Regions from separate parts of the Triticum aestivum genome. Here region 1 is linked to region 2. A link is a contact called in public Hi-C data. All regions are on one chromosome and are shown on one strand. The core of a region is the stretch at or near the end of the contact, and the rest is flanking DNA. Distances in the headings are between cores, read along the strand shown.

The links. A called contact is a pair of places that touch in the nucleus more often than the background predicts.
Region 1: a Hi-C map of leaf shows a contact between it and region 2, with 7 times the contacts expected there. The contact joins the promoter of LOC123162842 here to the promoter of LOC123156316 in region 2. A contact is called at or near these places in 3 of 5 Hi-C or Micro-C datasets (all in leaf) and 1 of 1 datasets of contacts at active chromatin or transcription factors (leaf).

What each region holds. Positions count from the first base shown.
Region 1 is chr7B:182,338,974-182,343,680 of IWGSC CS RefSeq v2.1, forward strand. LOC123162842 (F-box protein At-B) reads left to right here and starts at 2,897. Exons shown (of 4, transcript XM_044580597.1): 1 at 2,897-3,179; 2 at 3,269-3,474. The coding sequence starts at 2,961.
Region 2 is chr7B:181,952,759-181,957,476 of IWGSC CS RefSeq v2.1, forward strand. LOC123156316 (probable amino-acid acetyltransferase NAGS2, chloroplastic) reads right to left here and starts at 2,795. Exons shown (of 10, transcript XM_044574455.1): 1 at 2,286-2,795; 2 at 1,183-1,270; 3 at 210-418. The coding sequence starts at 2,651.

The DNA.
Region 1 (4,707 bases), core at 1,647-4,146, 390 kb after region 2:
AAGCAATGCAGCCTAAAAAACACACTGCATTACAAACTACAACACAAAAAAACCTACAACTAAAAAAACACAAACTTGGGATCACACTACCTACACCTAGAAAACTCACACAAGGGGGAGAATTGACCTATACCCTTTAAATCAAGTCTACTGAAGACATAGACAACATGACATACATGTTTTTGTATATTCTACTAGCATCAACTTAAGAAAACTTAAAGAATTAACTTAAAATTATAGGGCTCCATGGACAAAAATGGATAGAGGGTGTTTCCAATGAGTTATAAAACCCCTCAATAATGGGTTTCCAAATGGGTCTAACCATGCATCTGTTTGAGACGTCGTGATTTTCCAATAAACACCATGCCACCCCTATCCCGCACCCCCTACCAAGAACGCAAACCAATCCAGACGGTCGATGGGTCCAATCTAACAAAAAACAAACAAGGAGATAGAGGATCTAAAAATCCCAATAAAAGCAGGACGTGCATAGTGTAGATGGAGCTAATCTACTTGAAATCTAGGGTTATACCTCAAATCAGGAAAACCTAAAAAACACATGGGGCAAAAAGCTCACTTTATCACCAGCGCCTGCCATCTCTTCACCTCGCGGGAGCGAACTAATCCTCGGTCGACTCCTTCCTGCTCACCTCGACTCCTTCCTACTCATGATGACACAAATGGGAGACAAAGGGGAATGGGGAGAGGAGGAACAAAGAGAGGTGGCCGCAGAATGGAAGCAATAAAATAGGAATGGAACAAAGCCCCCTGTCCCCTCCACTTATACAAAAGGCGGGCTATAGGATCGAAAGTGGGTCTAGAGGGGGGTGATTAGACTACTTGACCAAATAAAAATCTATCATTTTCCCAATTTTAGTTGTAAGCAGATTTTAGCAACTAGCACAATTCAAGCAATCAACCTACACATGCAATTCTAAGAATGTAGCAGCGGAAGATAAAGCATTGCATATGAAGGTAAAGGGAAGGGTTTGGAGAAGGCAAATGCAATGTAGACACAGAGATTTTTGGCGTGGTTCCGGTAGGTGGTGCTATCGTACGTCCACGTTGATGGATACTTCAACCAGGGTAACGGTTGCGCAGTCCAAGAAAGGCTCCGCCCATGAAGGGTCCACGAATAAGCAACCTTGTCTATCCCACCATGGCCATCGCCCATGAAGGACTTGCCTCACTCGGGTAGATCTTCATGAAGTCGGCGATCTCCTTGCCCTTACAAACTTCTTAGTTCAACTCCACAACTTGACGGAGGCTCCCATGCGACACCTAACCAATCTAGGAGACACCACTCTCCAAAAGATAATAGATGTTGTGTTGATGATGAACTCCTTGCTCTTGTGCTTGAAATGATAGTCTTCACAACACTCAACTCTCTCTCACACACAAATTTGGATATGGTGGAAAGATGATCCGAGTGGAAAACAACTTGGGGAAGGCTAGGAATCAAGATTCTTGTGGTAGGATTGGTATATCTTGATCTCAACATATGAGTATGTGGTTCTCTTTCAGAAAATGTATGTTGGAAGTGTAGGCACGTTCTGATGGCTCTCTCACAAATGGAGATGGGGTGGAGGGGTATATATAGCCTCCACACAAAATCCAACTGTTACACACATTTGATCCAACTCGGTCAGACCGAATAGATGAACTCGGTGAGACTGATTTAGTTCAAAATGTGAACGTTAGGAATCTTGATGAGACCGACTGGAACAACTCGATGTGACCGATGTGCTAGGGCTTAGGGCAAACATCAACTCGGTGGCGCCGATTGCATCAACTCGGTGAGACCGAAGTGCAGCAATAAGGCAACATAGAAGATGTCAAGCAAACTCGGTGGGACCGATTGCACATTTTGGTGAGACCGAAATAAGTACAACAGGCAACAGAGAGGTTGCAAGGCCATCTCGGTGAAACCGAGATCTGTATCGGTGTGACCGAACTGTTAGGGTTTCTGGCACTGGCTATGTCACATGAACTCGGTGGCACCAGATGGAAAGAATCGATGGGGCCGAGTTTGACTTTTAGGTTTTAGACATATTTGGAATGAGAAAGTGGTTGAGGGCTTTGGAGCAATATCACTAAGCATTTGAGTAAGCAACCCATTAAGCAACACCTCATCCCCTTTTAATAGTATTGGCTTTCCTATGGACTCAATGTGATCTTTGATCACTAAAAGTAAAATGAAGAGTCTTGAGCTGTTGTCAATATGTGTCCTTAGCATTTTGAGAGGCCCACATTCCTAGTATATGCCATGCCATTCATTGAACTTCCTAAAATATTTATCTTAAAAGAATATTAGTTCAATAAACTATATATTGTTATGAATTACCAAAACCACTCGAGGATTAGTTGCATTTTCACAGGCCAATACCAAACGACAAAAAGGTCGTGAAAACGGCCAGCAACACAACAAACAAAGGTTAAAAAAATGGACCTAACAAAAAAAGTATGGCTGACTCGAACGGGCCGGCAACCAGACTCAAACGGGAAACGCGACCGTTGGACAAAAAATCAAAGTGGGATCAAGTTTACGCGGAGACTACAACAATAAATTGAACGAACCACAAGTTAGATGAGACATTGTTAAATCTCATTTAGATGAGATTTAGTAACTCCGTTTTTTTCCCGTGGATATGTGTATACTTAATATTTGCATGCTAAAAAACATGTCGATGCCCATAACATCGTGCATTTTGCAACGTATTGAGCAGCTACCAGTTTTGAAATTTTCAGATACCTAGCGCTAACCTTTTTCTTCCAAGAAAGAACAGCAGGTCCGGTTTATTGGTTTATTTCCTCATTTAGAACAGTAGCAGATTAAAACCAAATAGAACGACGGCAGAGGGCCTACATGTCATACCCACACAGAGAGGGCCCGCGAGCCGTGGTGGTATATCCAGGGACGGTCTCCGCGCATCTGACTCTAGGTCTGAAAGCAAGGAGCCATGGAGAAGAAGCCCCGCGCCGCCGGCGACGGCCAGGGCGGCGGCGAGGCCTCCGGCAGCGTCAGAGGAGGCCTGGTCGACATCCTCCCCGAAGCGCTCCTGGTGGAGGTTGTTGGCCGGGTGGGGCTAGAGGCCGCCTGCTCCGCCGCAGCATCCTGCCGCGCCCTCCGAGGCGCCGCCGGCGCCGCCTTATCCTCCGTCGCATCCCTAGACCTCTTGGTGAGCCTCGTCGCTTCTTCCCCTCTCGCGCTCCCCGCCTCCCGCCAGAGATGGTCTCCCTTTAATCTGGGGTTTGGTCGCTGTTGCAGGCGTTTACGCCGACGAATGCTATCGCGAATAGGATTCTTGCCGGTAATGGCAGGCTCCGCAGCCTCGCCGTCAATTGCAGCCTACTCAACGACTCCGCTGTCGCTGCTATTGCGAAGGAGAGCCTCCGCGAGCTCTCGCTGCTCAAGTGCTCGTCCTTCTCCCCGTACCTCTTTGTGGTGATTGGTGAGAGGTGCACCAATTTGAGGTATGCATCTTCAGCAATTTCTTGTTTGCTTATGCTATGGGTTAGATTACAGTTGGACTTGTGGTAGTATTAGCTGATATGGTTTAAAAAAACGTATATTGAGTCGAACACGTAGTAGCCAGGGCCTCAACAAGTACAAGGGGCAGTGTTGCACTGTTGTGTGTAACCGAGAGAATCAAGATGGACTCTGTGCGCTGCACGGAGGGAGTGGTCTGGCTTGCCATTTCAGGCGGTCTGACCAGAGTCTCTCGTGGGTGTCGAGTTTGTCGGGATATCAAATAGCATCAGGGGATCCCATGGGGGATGTAGGTTTTGGCTGAACCTCGCTGTCAATCAAGGTTCAACATATCATATATTGGGTTTGTATATCGGTTTGGCTTGAACATATTGGATGTTGGATATCAGATGATACGTAGATATATTGAAGAAAATATATCTGGAATTTTTTGAATATCCCTGTTCAAAGAAAACAAAATGTATGGTGTTAATGATCTACTTCCTCCGTCCCATAATGTAAGAGCGTTTTTGACACTATTGACACTAGTGTAGTGTAAAAAACGCTCTTATATTATGGGACTGAGGGAATAGCATAATAAATTTAGATTCCTAGTTTATGAACTTGTTAATTAAGAAACTATTTAAGACATATTCACAAAATCCTCACTCTAAGATTAAAAACAATACCTTACATATGTGTTTCTACAAACATTACACATGACTTTGATAATACGATGAAGTTGTAAATACATTAAAAAATCACTGATTTGTGATAAATAATTGTGTTCATTGACGCACCGGTCTATATCAATGGGCATATCGGGTCAGATATCGGCCATATTGGTCGATATTTCGGTCCACATCGGATGATATGTGAAAATGATATTTACAAAATGATATATTATGTTTATATCGGTACAGCCCCAAAACTGATATATCGGCCTACATATATCTACGCTGCATGAGCTGGTACTGTGACTAGTGGAACCAAGCGGCCATGGTATTAGTTGTGGAAGTTAGCATTGGCACTAAGCCATGGAGGCTAATTTCATAACAGTATATTTCTTGAGAAATTGGATTAGGCGCTATGAACTGTTGCCTAGTATTATTGCATTGTAAGGTTTATTGTTGTCCAGGTGGGATGGGCATTGGGAAAATTTGATTTGTACCTGGCATAGTGATTGGTTATGTTTCTGTTCTCTAAAAAATGATTTGTTTTCATCTTGACCCAAATTG
Region 2 (4,718 bases), core at 1,545-4,044:
CGCCACTTCGCCAACTGGCCTCTACACTTTGCAATGGCCACTTTGCCAAAAACAAGTTAAGAATACGCCTCCAACTTTCAGGGCTAATCTTTCAAGCGTCAGATGGGTCCCCTATATCTGCTTTTGACTACTCTTCGTAAAAAAAATTGCATCTAGAAATAGATGAAACCGATATGGTACCGAAAACCAGTATAGTATGCCATGCTAACCTTAGCACCCAGGAAGTTTCCGCTTGCAACATTGTCGGAGATTTCGTGCCAGCGACCATTAACACCATGTCGACGAAGATCTAGCATTGGGGGACCAGGAGATAGCTTTGCTTCTATAGTAAGGCGTATTCTGCCAGCTGCCTCCATCGCAGCATCTAATGAATCAGAATCTGTAATACGGTAACGACCACCATAATTGGCCTTCTTTCCTGAGAAATTCATAAAGTGAGCTCCTTCACCACTGTGCACACATGTAGTACAATCACCAATACTATTTAAAGAAAAGATATGTGCAACGACAAATCATCAACCACGGCATCAAAACAAAGTATAGCACTGGTTATGTAGCTTTTACTTTGCAGTACTTCGCCAATCATCAACACTACAAGAACCAAGAAATGACTTCAATACTTAATCTCCATTTCCAAAAGTGTGTGCTGAACCGAAAAATAGAAAAACCATATATGAGATGAGACAAACTATGACTGGAATGCGCCACGATACTTATGCTATTAAACTGACTGGATATATCTCCCTCGATATGCTATATATATGCAAAACAAAAAACAGGATGTTCCTCTATACGTAATCTTTATCCAGAGCTCACTCAGCCGTGCTTATCCGAAATAATACCCCCACTTTCCTTATATGCCACCAAATACTCCCCCCGTCCCAAAGTAAGTGTCTCAACTTTGTACTAACTTTAGTACAAAGTTGTACTGAAGTTGAGACACTTGTTTTGGGAAGGAGGGAGTATCAAATACAGCATATAGAAATAAATAAATAAACAAATAGGTTCAAAAACATCAATGAACTTGTGAGATTTGTGGGATGTGAAGAATAATCCTTTTTGTTTTGTTCCAACGGTAACCAAACACAGTCACTTCAATAGTGTGGACGTTCATAGAAAAACATATCTATTCAAAGCATTTTAGCATAGAAAAGAGTAAAAAAATGCAAATCTTCAGCTAACCTCTATCAGCCAAGAGCTTATCAATCTGAACATGTGTTCCAGGAACAAGAACAAATTTGATCCCAAGACCATGTAGAAGCGATATATCCTGCATGTCGAATTAATGTGAATATTGTGGAACTACACATAAGTTGTCAAAAGTATATAAAAATACATTTTAAAGAAAATTTCAACAAAACTACGCTCTTTAACTTAACACAGATCTACACCTTTAGTGAACTGTCATTTCAGCAATTGAACACTGACTAAGCCATTATGGTAATGTCATGGACCAGGGTTCATGAAAGGTAACACCTCAGCAAATCTTTATTATTTATAAATCTTGTTTTAGAAGGAGGAGCAGGCCAACCTATCCAAACCCAGGCTCAGCTACCCGGGTGCAAGATTTATTTCTTGGTAATTTTCATGTACAGTGACACCACCCCATCATGAGATGGAAAATATGTGTGGTTTTACACCGGGACACTGGGTCATTTTCTTTCTGGGGTCCGCACCTTCCAAGATATTGTTAACAACAATATTCAACAGAAATGTTTTGATGACAATGACTGTTAGGCACATTGAAAGTAACACGAAGTACACGTGCAGGTGCAGCTGTTAATTTACTTATTATCTTCTCCAACAAATCAGTGAAGGAGGCAGAGCTGGTTTGAACTTAGATCAAACTAGCTTGACCACTCATATCGCAACCAGCCGTCGGTTTCTCTCTTGACGTTGCTCTCTTCTTTGCAGCAGAATTATTATAAGAAAGCAACTGTGCTGTCCAGCTCGAACAATGACATAGCAAAATCAAGGCCGCGGAGATGGCCCCAAGTTCACTCTCTTCAAATATGTCCAGCAAGATTATGCGATCCACGGTCCGACCTCTTAAGAATTCCTAACTCGGCATGTGCATGCTGAATTCGGAACAAATCTGCGAAAATCCCCCTCTTGTTGAACGATCCCATCAAAATGGCGTTTGAGGCAAAACCGAAAACAAGCAATAAAAACGGCGAACAGGCGTGCAGAATCGCTGTCAAGTGTCAACCCACAGCACCGAAATGCGAATCATCCATTTCCGCGAAAGCGGGCGGGGGACCATTCGGGGGGAGAGCGACGGGTACCTGCAGAATGCCGTCGAGGTGGGGCCCGGCGACGACCTCACCGGAGATGACGACGACGAAGGTGCTCCCCCGGTGGCCCCGGATGTACGGCCAGGCCTCCCGGAACCACCCGACGAACCTGCCCCCTTCGTCCGCCCCCGCCTCCCCACCACCTAAAGCCCCATCACCGAATAACCCTGCTCCACCGCCGCACCGCACGCCCGTTGCACGCCGGCGCCACGACTCAGGGGCGCGCATCGCGACACTCCCAGGCCGCGGCCGCGTCGACCCCGCCGGCGCCCGGGAGGGCTCGCCGGCGGCGCGCGCGAGGGACGCCGCCGCAGCCATCGGAGGGGTGCAGGCGAGATTCAGCGGGGACTGGTACATGAGGGCGGCGGTCTGCTTTGGCGTGGCGTGGCGCTCAGGCCGTACGCGGCGAGACGAAATGTAGAGAGAGAGAGAGAGAGTTGGAAGCGGCGATCGGCGAGCGATGTGGCGCGCGGAGACGGGGTTTGGGCCTGGGTTTGGGTTTGGGTTTTGCTCAGAATAAGTGGGGGAGTGGGATATACGTATACGCGAGCCGTGTTGACTGACGCTTGGGCCTTCTTGTTTGCTTCCGTGGTGGTGACTGTGATCCGACGGTCCGCGCCGGCGGCGTTCGCGTCTGGTGGAGGTTGGTCTCGGCTCGGGGGCGGCGTCAGCCAATGCCAATGCCCATGCGCGCGGTAGGTGAGAGACGCGCGGCTTCTGCGCGCGTGCAAGGGCCAATCCGAAGAAGCAGTCACTCACTATATTATCCTGCGGCCACGAATACGATTATACGAGTTTCCCGACGCTTGCGGTCGGTCAGGTCATGTCACCGTGACAAATTGACTTCTTTCACGTTTGTGCACTGCACGGCACACGGCTTTTCTCGAAAAAACGTGCACCCGAAAAAATCAACTTTCGTGGCGTACCCTCGAAAAAACGTTTGTGCGCTGCACCGCTTTTCTCCCTAGCCCTCGTTCGGTCATTGTAGCTGAAGGCCGGGCCAAAAATCACTATTTTCATCTTATTTTAGGACCATGTGACCCTCTTTTAGAAGTTTTTGTATGATCCGACCCTCGTGCCTATCCACGGACGCATCAGCTGTAGGGATAGAAACTGCATAATTTTTCCGGAGCCACAAGCCAGTACGCCCTCCGCCCGAATTTATTAGGCCTCTTTTTTGAGTCAAAATTTGATAACGAATTTAACTAATAAATATAAATGTCACAAAAATTATACTCCCTCTGTTCATTTTTATAAGGCTTTGTAAATATTTCAGACACTGTGTAAAACAGCTCAATTTCACTTGTCTGGAATGACTTATAAAACTGAACAGAGGGAGTATCATAGAAAATCTTTATCAAATATAAATCCAATAATATACTTTGTGTAGCATATCCTTTATATATTTTTAGTCAAATCCAGTTGTCCAAACCCATGGAGCTGTGAGGGGTTGACCTAGGACTCAGGTATCGGCCACCTCGGAGCATGGTAGAGAAGTTTGGGTCTAACTCAAAGCTACGGCCGAACTTCAATTCGGGTGTCAACCCATTTGGTGGTTTTCTGGTCTTGGATGTAGCTAGGGGTGCGTTGTGTCATTTCGGATCTTTCGGTTCATGCATATAATTGGTCAACAGTTGGGTTTGATGAGCGTGTGTATGGAGGTTGTAATGGGCGTATTGGTGCACCCCTGCAGTGTTAAACCTATTTGAATAGTTGTGTTCGTGATTATGGATGACTTGAATTGGCCTATTGGATCATAGAACAACTTCAATTGTTAATATTATTAGTAATAGAGCTTGTGCAACTTCAACATTTAATAATAAAACTTGCCAAATAAAAGCCTCGGGGATTCTTCTTCGTGGGTGGTATACGAAGGGGAGTGCAAGGCTATGTGATTTTACGAGGAAGGATAACACTCAGCATGGGCACAACCAGTGAGGTTATGTTACGCATGTTTTGTTCTGGATGGTTCGTATACACTCTCTATCCTTGTCTCTAATAGACGATGTCATGTCGCATAGGTGCTTCTAGCCGCTCCACTACATATCCCTTTTAAACCTATTGCTTATTAGCGTCGGTCATTCAGTGTAACAACACTTATGGAGTACACAATGTACTCACCTTGCTTTAACAAAAACGTATAGGTACGGTGATGGACGACATTAACTGGTCATCATACGGACAACAGTTTGAGCAGGGATATGGCCGGGGCTTGCTTTTGTTTTTGCCTTCTTAAGGCAATCTGTATTCTTGCATGTCTAAGGTTTATTCAGTTTTGTTGTATTAGTTGGATCTTGATTGAAAGACCCTTCTTGAATTAATTATTGTATATGTATGTTGCTGTTGCGGAATATTTTGGTATTTGTCTTGTGATATCATTTGTTCCACATGGTGGACACATTTGACGTGTTGGTTGTGTGAAGC